Linked DNA regions of Triticum aestivum: regions 2 and 3 are each linked to region 1. Evidence: chromatin contacts called from public Hi-C data. All regions are on one chromosome and are shown on one strand. The core of a region is the stretch at or near the end of the contact, and the rest is flanking DNA. Distances in the headings are between cores, read along the strand shown.

Region 1 (2,700 bases), core at 187-2,686:
AGTTGATCTGTAGGGATGTAATTTATCCATATATCATTTCTTCCTTTTTATTTACCAATGACTTCTTTGGATTTCATGATTCATATTTTCTTTGGAATTTTTCGTCCTTATGATTTTGCCCCTTTGAATCATAGGACTGAAGTTTTCAATCATAGGACCCTAGTTTCATGGGGGACAAAATCAACATGAGCGACATTCCTCCAAAGCTCTATGTTATGAACTATCCAAATTACGGTTATCAAGTTGATGTGTTTTAATATCTTTTAGGAATTTATCGTACATGACATTCCTATCATTTTTCTTATTCATGTGTTAAATAGAAAGCCCTAACATCCCGCACAACAATCTAAGATGTGATCCACCTGGTTGTCTTGAGAAAATAAACCTTTGTATTGTGAAAATAAAATGACACAAGCATCTTTATGTTGTCTCCATTTTATACATTCATTGTTTGCCTTCAAGATGAGATCTACTGCTAAACTCATAAACCAAAACTTTGTAATCACCTTTTCTAGGCACATCCGTGCCATCATTTTCCTCGCAGAGACCAAATCAATCTGAAAATGCCCTTATGATTCACGTGGTACTATTCTATTAATTATAGTTAGTTAGTCACATATAATAAATATTGAGTTCAATTCATTTGGCTATTTGTATTGTATATTATATATCAAGCTAATAAGATTTGATTTATTTCCTTTGAGCATCTATAGTTTGATGCTAAGTTCTAAAAGGATGTAAACTATTTTCATGTTCTCTTGGATTTTTGCACGTTGTTCTAGTGTATGAATCGACACTAGTTGAATGGGGGATGACACACTTACTTTTACAAGTGGTAACTCCGCACAATGACCATTATATCAAGCTCACAAACTACTTGTACATACACATTCAAAGTATTCACCAACCTTCGTAAGAGTGCAACGACAGATCTAAAGAACCTTGGAAAGTACAGGAAACAAAATTGCAATTTGTTCTACTAGTATTTTCATAAATAAAGCTGTAAGTTATTCTACTACTCGGGATTAGTATTTCGGTGAAAAGATCATGCATTCTCAAGTTTAGTCATTATGAACTTATGATGACACACCATGTGTTGCCTCCGAAAACAAGTGGCACATCATGTGACACCCATCGACTATGAAACGGGAATTCGGTATTCCACGAGGACCCAAGGACAAAAACACCTCACACCACACCAGATTTCGAACGCCTGTAACAATGGTAAACCACGGCGGCTGTTTTAACCAGCCCGTCTAAAATCCCGAAACCAGTAGAACGGACCCATGAGAGAAAGAGAAATCGAACCGCGCGGCCTAGCCTGACCGTGGCGGTTAAAAAACGTACGACGCCGTCGCGTTCCCTCCCCCCTCTTCCTCCTCATCTTCTTCCTTTTACCCCACCCCACCCCCCGCCCCGCCTCACCTCATCATTCCCCACCTCCCCCCCCCCCCCATCTCGCCCTCTCGCCAGCAAAAACCCCGGTGGCGCCACCACCGCGGCCGATCCGCCCCGGCCCCGGCCCCAGCTCCGGCGACGCGCCCGCCCCCTCGCTCTCCGGCCACAGGTGTCGCCGCCGGCGTCGGCGGCGGTAGATCGGGCGCGGAGACGTCGTTGCGTGTTGAGGGCCGCGGGGGGACTTGATGGCGGGGGTCGCGGCGGAGACGGCCGTGGCTTCGGCCTCGGGATCGGGGATCTGGTCGCGGCGGCGGGACGAGATCACGTTCGATCGCCTCCAGAAGGTAACGCTGCGTGGGCGTCGATTCCGTACTGTGCCGTGGTTTCATTTGAGATGTGAGAATTGGGGTTCGGCGGTGTCGTCCCTGCGAATCTGTGACTGAGCTGGCTGCCCCGCGTCTGCCTTGGATTGGCTCGGGTTCGGTGTGTAGTTCACATAAAAGGCACCGTGTCGGGGAAACCGAGGCGTTTTAGTTGGTGATATCAAAAAGGATTCGCGCCCCTTGGCCCCTCCCTACTAAGCTTAGCTTGCTTGGATTTTGATATTTATGTTCCCAGTGAATTATGGTTCTTAGATTCAACAGGATTACCCATGTGCCCCTGACGAGCATATATGTACTAGTACTAGTTACTCTGTGGGCAGCTATATTGCATTGACTTTGAGTTGGTGCATTGCTCTTCGGGACTCTAACCCTTGGAGTAGCATATTTGGTTTGGTATGTTTAAATAGGAAAACAGGATTGGGCCTTATTGATACTTCTCATTATGAGTTTGCTTTGGTATGGGTTGAATTGGAGATTTGGAGTGGTCGGTGATGGAGTCGTCTCGCAAAGGCTCGAGACACTTGATTTAGAACTGGTTTCTAATTCTTCCTCATTCGAGAAGGATATAAAGCAATAATTCTGGCATGTCATAATGCTCGATCAAGTTGGGAAAACAAAATTCTGTCAGAACACTTGAGATGTAAACTATTGGCTCAAAACAGGATAAAAATATGCTTGAAATTTTCACCGAGTTGTGATGAGACTGAGTTCATATCAACTAATCATGCACCTCACTCTCCGATCCCAAGTCTTCATACTTTACATCTTTCACTTCCTTCCATTATAGTAGGATGATAAGCTAGCAAGCACAGCAAGTGGAATTTAGATTGGATATCAAATGGTGATACAGGTAGAATAAATAAGTGTGCTTTGTTTTGTATCTCTGTCGTGGAATATTAATATGCCATGTCATTTATTG
Region 2 (2,700 bases), core at 77-2,576, 360 kb before region 1:
AACAATGCACTTAAACATTAGTCATAATGCGAAATGTTCACTCAAACTTAGTTAGAGGCAATGAACTATCTAGATATAGATATATACCTACGTCCATGTGATGGACAAAATAACCTAATTTTATGCTTTGGATGTATCCATATCTATATCTTCTATTTCAACCTTATACACCTATCCTTGTTGTATGTTTAAAAAAATCAAGAAATTGGGGTGCATTACTCATCACTGCAGCACCTGAATAAAAGTGCTACTTAGAAAAAACGTCCGTGTAATGTAACTTGAATCATTAGCTTTTACCGGAAAAGGGAAGTTCAAGACATGTGTATGCATGCCATTCTACATGTGCCCAATCGAAATCATTGAAATCGTTACAAGTAAATACACCATTTCAAAGAGAGACAAAAAAGAACACCATAGGCATGCATTTTCTAGGCTAGTGCATCACCTAAGGCGGAGATATGCCTTTTGCTTTAAGCATTGTTTAGCATGACTTAGTTTACCAAAATGAATGACCCAAGAGAGGTACACCATTTGGCATTTGCATGTTAAGTAGCACCGGTTCACATGCATGAGTCAACAACAAAACCACCAGCTGCCCATATGGTAGCATAAAAAACACTACACACACGTACAAAGTGTATGGGTGAAACGAAGCTCAAAAGAAAGTTGTTACTAGAATAAAAATAAAGCACAAATATGTCAAGTACCCATTTTTAGAATTTGCAATGAATACATCATTCATCTCGGCAGACAGAGTACTAAAGAATGAATTGGAAACTTACAACATCTTCTTGCCAAACAAAAGCTAATAGAAAATGAATACATGGTATAGCATACATTGTATCCATGATTTACCCGAAAATAGCATTAGCTTCGGGAAATTTGACAAAGAGAAGAAAGGCGAATAAGAAAACATAATCAAACATTTTCGATTAAACTAAGTACATTAGACCTAACAAGTATTTAAAGAAACCAAACATAAAATACATCTTTGTATTCACACTCTAAACGAGGGTGGGATAAATTCGACTTTCATACAATATCTCCACCCATAGAAACACAAGGTGGAATGTCATTTTAGCAGTTAGGTTAAGAGGTCTTGTAAGATGCTCCCTCCTAGCCGAACAGGACCGATGGTCTGGAGCTCTTCTGTAGGCCATAGCTGGTGTTAGCTGAAGCATTTCCCTCGTATTAATGACGTGATCCGAGCCGTCGATTTCGCAGCCGCACACAACCGTTGCGTCGATCACGGCCGTAGACGGTACGTTGTCCGCTTATAATTGCGGCCGCACCGCACAGGCCGCAGAGGCAGAGAGCAGCACGCAGGCAGGCAGGCAGGCGAGTCCTGGCTTTGGTCCTGGGGCAGACGAGACGCCAAAAATAAGAAGCGGCGAAGGGGTCGATCAAATCGGCAGAGAGAGAAGAGGGAGGGAGGGGGAGGAGCGGAGGAGGAGGCGGCTTCGACCCGCGCCGCGTTCCGGGGGGAGGGAGGCATGGAGGCGAACGGGCGCGGCGGGGACAATGACGCCGCGCGGGCGCCGCTCCTGGCGGGCCGGCGGAACTCGGTGGGGTCGATGCGCGGGGAGTTCGTGTCGCGGCTCCCCAAGAAGGTGCTCGACGCCGTCGACCCGGAGAGGCCGTCCCACGTCGACTTCTCCCGCTCCAAGGGCCTCCTGGAAGGTTCGGTTCGGTTCGGCGGGCCATCCTCCTGACCTCGCATTGCTTCTTCTCTCCTTCCTTTTCTCTTCTCTTCTCTTCTTGATTGATTGATCTGTACGTATTTTGGCAAGCACTCTGCTGGCGTTTGGCTTCCGTGGTCGTCATGTTGGCAGCATGTTAGTTACGGGGGAGGTGGCACTTTTGTGGGTTTTCTTGTTGGAGTCTCGTGGGGTGAACTGGTGCTGATTGGCTGAATGGTTGGTGGCTGTGCTTGCAGGGGCGTAGCTACGTACAGCTACCCGGTGTCACTGGCACCGGGTCCAATCTACACTTGCTTAAGATAATCCATTGATTTAGTGTGTAGGTTATTGATTTTTTGATGTGTTCTTCTATGTGGACACCGGGTAATCTTCAGTCTGGGTTCGCCCCTGTGTGCTTGTGATTCTGGATTCCGGAATTCCATGGATAATTCGATGCTTTTTTGGTCATCACCTTCCCGTTATCATGGCGGTATTGCCGGGACCAAAGGAGGTGTTTATTTTGACACTATATTTTTTTGACAAGCGTAGCAGCTATCTTACTTTGTGATGGACACACGAGCTCTCTATGTTTCGGTGCTTTGTGGTTGTTTCCTATGTTTGCAACTTGTAAACGCAAGTTATGTTTGTGTACTGGGTGACATTTCCACCTTTCTCTTTTGTTGCCTTGGTCCTGGGCACCAGGCCATGCTGCTTAAGATTGGGCCAATATCCCTTCTGTGCCCGTTCTGGTCAATACTCATTCGAATTATTTTAATTCTTTCTGTAAAAACATTTCAGGAACATAAAAATGAGCAGATGCAGTATGGCGTGGTGTGCCTCTGTTTACAGTTAACCTGAAACTGTATTGTGATTTTAGCTGTGATAGCTAGCACATTGCTCATTTCCATTTTGTTGCCTGTAATCTCTACTGACTTGCCCAACTTTGTTCCTCTCTCTGGATCTTACGGAGTAGTTCAGATACCAAAACATCAAGACAAAACAATCACTTTTCAAAGGGAGG
Region 3 (2,700 bases), core at 92-2,591, 460 kb before region 1:
TTTTCCCACGGTTTTAGAAATTTATCAACTCATCAATTATCGTTGCAAAACCTCTGTAACAATGCTTGGGGTATCATGTAGTAATGACAGTTGATTGTCCCTAGCAAAAAAGGAATGAAAAAGAAACAAGAAACACATTTTTTGGACGATGCTAGGCGTTCGCCGGCTCACGCAAAGAGCAGATTGGCTGGCTTTCGAGCCGTTAGATTTCGTGTGTGACATGCGTCTGATCTAACCACGTCAGCCATTCAGTGTGACCTGCGGGTTTGCAACGTAGACCATGTTGCGCTTGCCGACTGCAACGTTGGCCATGTTGCGCTCGCTGAGTCCAACATGGGTCATGTTGCACTCGTCGATCTGCAACTTGCCCGCAATTGCAATCGCTCTACAACACAGATACCGTTGTGACCGCAGCATGGACGACGTTGCAACTCGTAGTCGTTTAGGCCCGCCGACAAGCACTAGCACTCCGCAACATGGACAATGTTATGTCCGCATCACAACCACCTTGTAACATCGAGCCACATCACTGGATATAAGGTTGTTGCAGTAGCCGTCGACCTTGCAATCATGGAGAGACTTGGGGAGATACCTCTAGACCCTCTAGACCTTGACCTAGACCAAGCGACCACACGGGGATGGGAGATAGTTCATGTGCAACAACTAATAGAAAAAGAGACACGATGAGAGACACTTATGTAGCTACTAGAAAGAGAGGGCTCAGAGCTCATCGGCACCTATGCCCATGGTGGAAATGGTAGAAAGAAAAATGAGCATGAGAAGTGAGGGGATAAGGATGGCGGTGATAGGATAGGAGAGAACGAGAGAGAAGATAAGGTTTCACGAAGCTTCCATTCCGTCTGCTCCGACTTCACATGGTCCCTTTGTTGAAACGATCCAACTGCTAGCTACACAGTTGACGAAAGTGTGGATGAGTCTGTAGATTCGTGACATTTTCCTTTTATTTTTCAGTTTATTTTTTTGAGAGATTTCTTTTTGAGTTTAACTTTTTGGCGGGTTTTATGAGTTTAACTGGAAACACAGTTTTTTTTTAGAAAAACCAGATACATAGATTTTTTTTTGAGGGGTACCAGATACATAGATACCCAGCCTCAGCGCTACAAGGACCAGCCCGACCTAAAATCGCCTGCGGCCCACGCTTCTGTAGATTTCTTTCCACGAGACTGTCCATTTAAAAAAAATGAGACTGTCCATTTCTTCACTCCTTTTTTCTTTGAGGGAGTCCATTTCTTCACTCGACACAGGACGCAGAGCACCCACTCACTGGGCCTTGGCTAGAACAATGAATTCACAAGTCCAGCCGCGCTCTCCGGCTCCAAAGCCCCGTTCAGCAGCCCAGCCCACTCCCCACACACCCCTCTTCCTCAGACCAAACCCTAGCTTCCCAGACCCCTATAAAATGCCTCACCCGCCGCCGCCGCCGCCTCAACACCCTTCGCCAAAATGCAGATCTTCGTCAAGACCCTCACGGGGAAGACCATCACCCTCGAGGTTGAGAGCAGCGATACCATCGACAATGTCAAGGCCAAGATCCAGGACAAGGAGGGTGAGTATCTTCTTCTCAGATGTTCTTCTTTCCTTTTTCTTTCATTTCTGCCGGCCGCCGTGGCTAATCTCTGTTTTGTTCCGGCAGGGATCCCGCCGGACCAGCAGCGGCTGATCTTCGCCGGCAAGCAGTTGGAGGACGGCCGCACCCTTGCCGACTACAACATCCAGAAGGAGTCGACCCTCCATCTCGTCCTCAGGCTCCGCGGAGGCATCATCGAGCCATCCCTGCAGGCTCTTGCCCGCAAGTACAACCAGGAGAAGATGATCTGCCGCAAGTAAGTGCAGTCGTCTGACATGCCAGCTCGTTTCTTTACGTTTGACCACATATCATTTCAGAATTAATTTTTCTCTCTGTTAGATGTAAAATATCTCTTGTGAATGATTTACATATAGTGAGATTTGATATCACTAGAATATGTTTTTAGATGCCTTGCACAGCAGTTGTTTTCAAGAGTAAGAATAGAAATATGTCCGATTTTTCGGTTGAGCCCACGTTTTCATCGTATAAACTCCTCTTAGCTATTGCTACTTTTGGAAATGAGTTAGTCATCTTAGCATGATGCGTCAGGGTACATAGTTTTAGTTTAGTTTTATCATGCCGCGCTGACTTTTAAACTGGTAAAATAAACCCACAATGTACTATTTAGCTACCTTGATGTAGCACCCATTTCAATCTTCTCATCAAGAAAATCCATACCCACATTATTCTTTTTGCTGTTTTATTTGTGAACTTGTACTTTGTATCATGTCCTTTTGTTATATTTATGGACCTGGGTATTGTAATGAGATAACCTAGAGCATTCTTCAATAAAGAGTTCAAGTGGGCGTTTCTTGTGGGCTCTTGCATTTTCTGCTGCTCAGAGTTTGGCATTCATGGCAATGAATTATTGGCTCGATGATCTTTTACTGTATAGTCTTTCTCTCTCGCGGTTCCTTGTGAAGTCTATTCCTTTGGGTGAAGAACTAAGCGGGATTTAGTTTCTGCAACTTTGTTCTTCATCTAAAGGTTGAGATAGAAGGATGCGCTGAGATTGGGGATCCTCAACTGGGAGGCAGGAGGAGTCTCTTCTGAAGGATCTTCCCATGTGGAAAAAACTGGCCTTCACTGAGAGCCTCAATGGAATCCTTGTT

The links. Hi-C and Micro-C count contacts between places; a contact is called where the count stands out from the background.
Region 2: a contact with region 1 is called in a Hi-C map of leaf, with 7 times the contacts expected there. The contact joins the promoter of LOC123098144 here to the promoter of LOC123098145 in region 1. A contact is called at or near these places in 3 of 5 Hi-C or Micro-C datasets (all in leaf).
Region 3: a Hi-C map of leaf shows a contact between it and region 1, with 6 times the contacts expected there. The contact joins the promoter of LOC123098143 here to the promoter of LOC123098145 in region 1. A contact is called at or near these places in 2 of 5 Hi-C or Micro-C datasets (both in leaf).

Annotation. Positions count from the first base shown.
Region 1 is chr4D:394,789,089-394,791,788 of IWGSC CS RefSeq v2.1, forward strand. LOC123098145 reads left to right here and starts at 1,437. Exons shown (of 8, transcript XM_044520045.1): 1 at 1,437-1,742. The coding sequence starts at 1,644.
Region 2 is chr4D:394,429,226-394,431,925 of IWGSC CS RefSeq v2.1, forward strand. It overlaps LOC123098144 (metal tolerance protein 4), which reads left to right and starts at 1,327. Exons shown (of 7, transcript XM_044520044.1): 1 at 1,327-1,680. The coding sequence starts at 1,494.
Region 3 is chr4D:394,329,070-394,331,769 of IWGSC CS RefSeq v2.1, forward strand. LOC123098143 (ubiquitin-60S ribosomal protein L40-1) reads left to right here and starts at 1,342. Exons shown (of 3, transcript XM_044520043.1): 1 at 1,342-1,567; 2 at 1,655-1,844. The coding sequence starts at 1,465.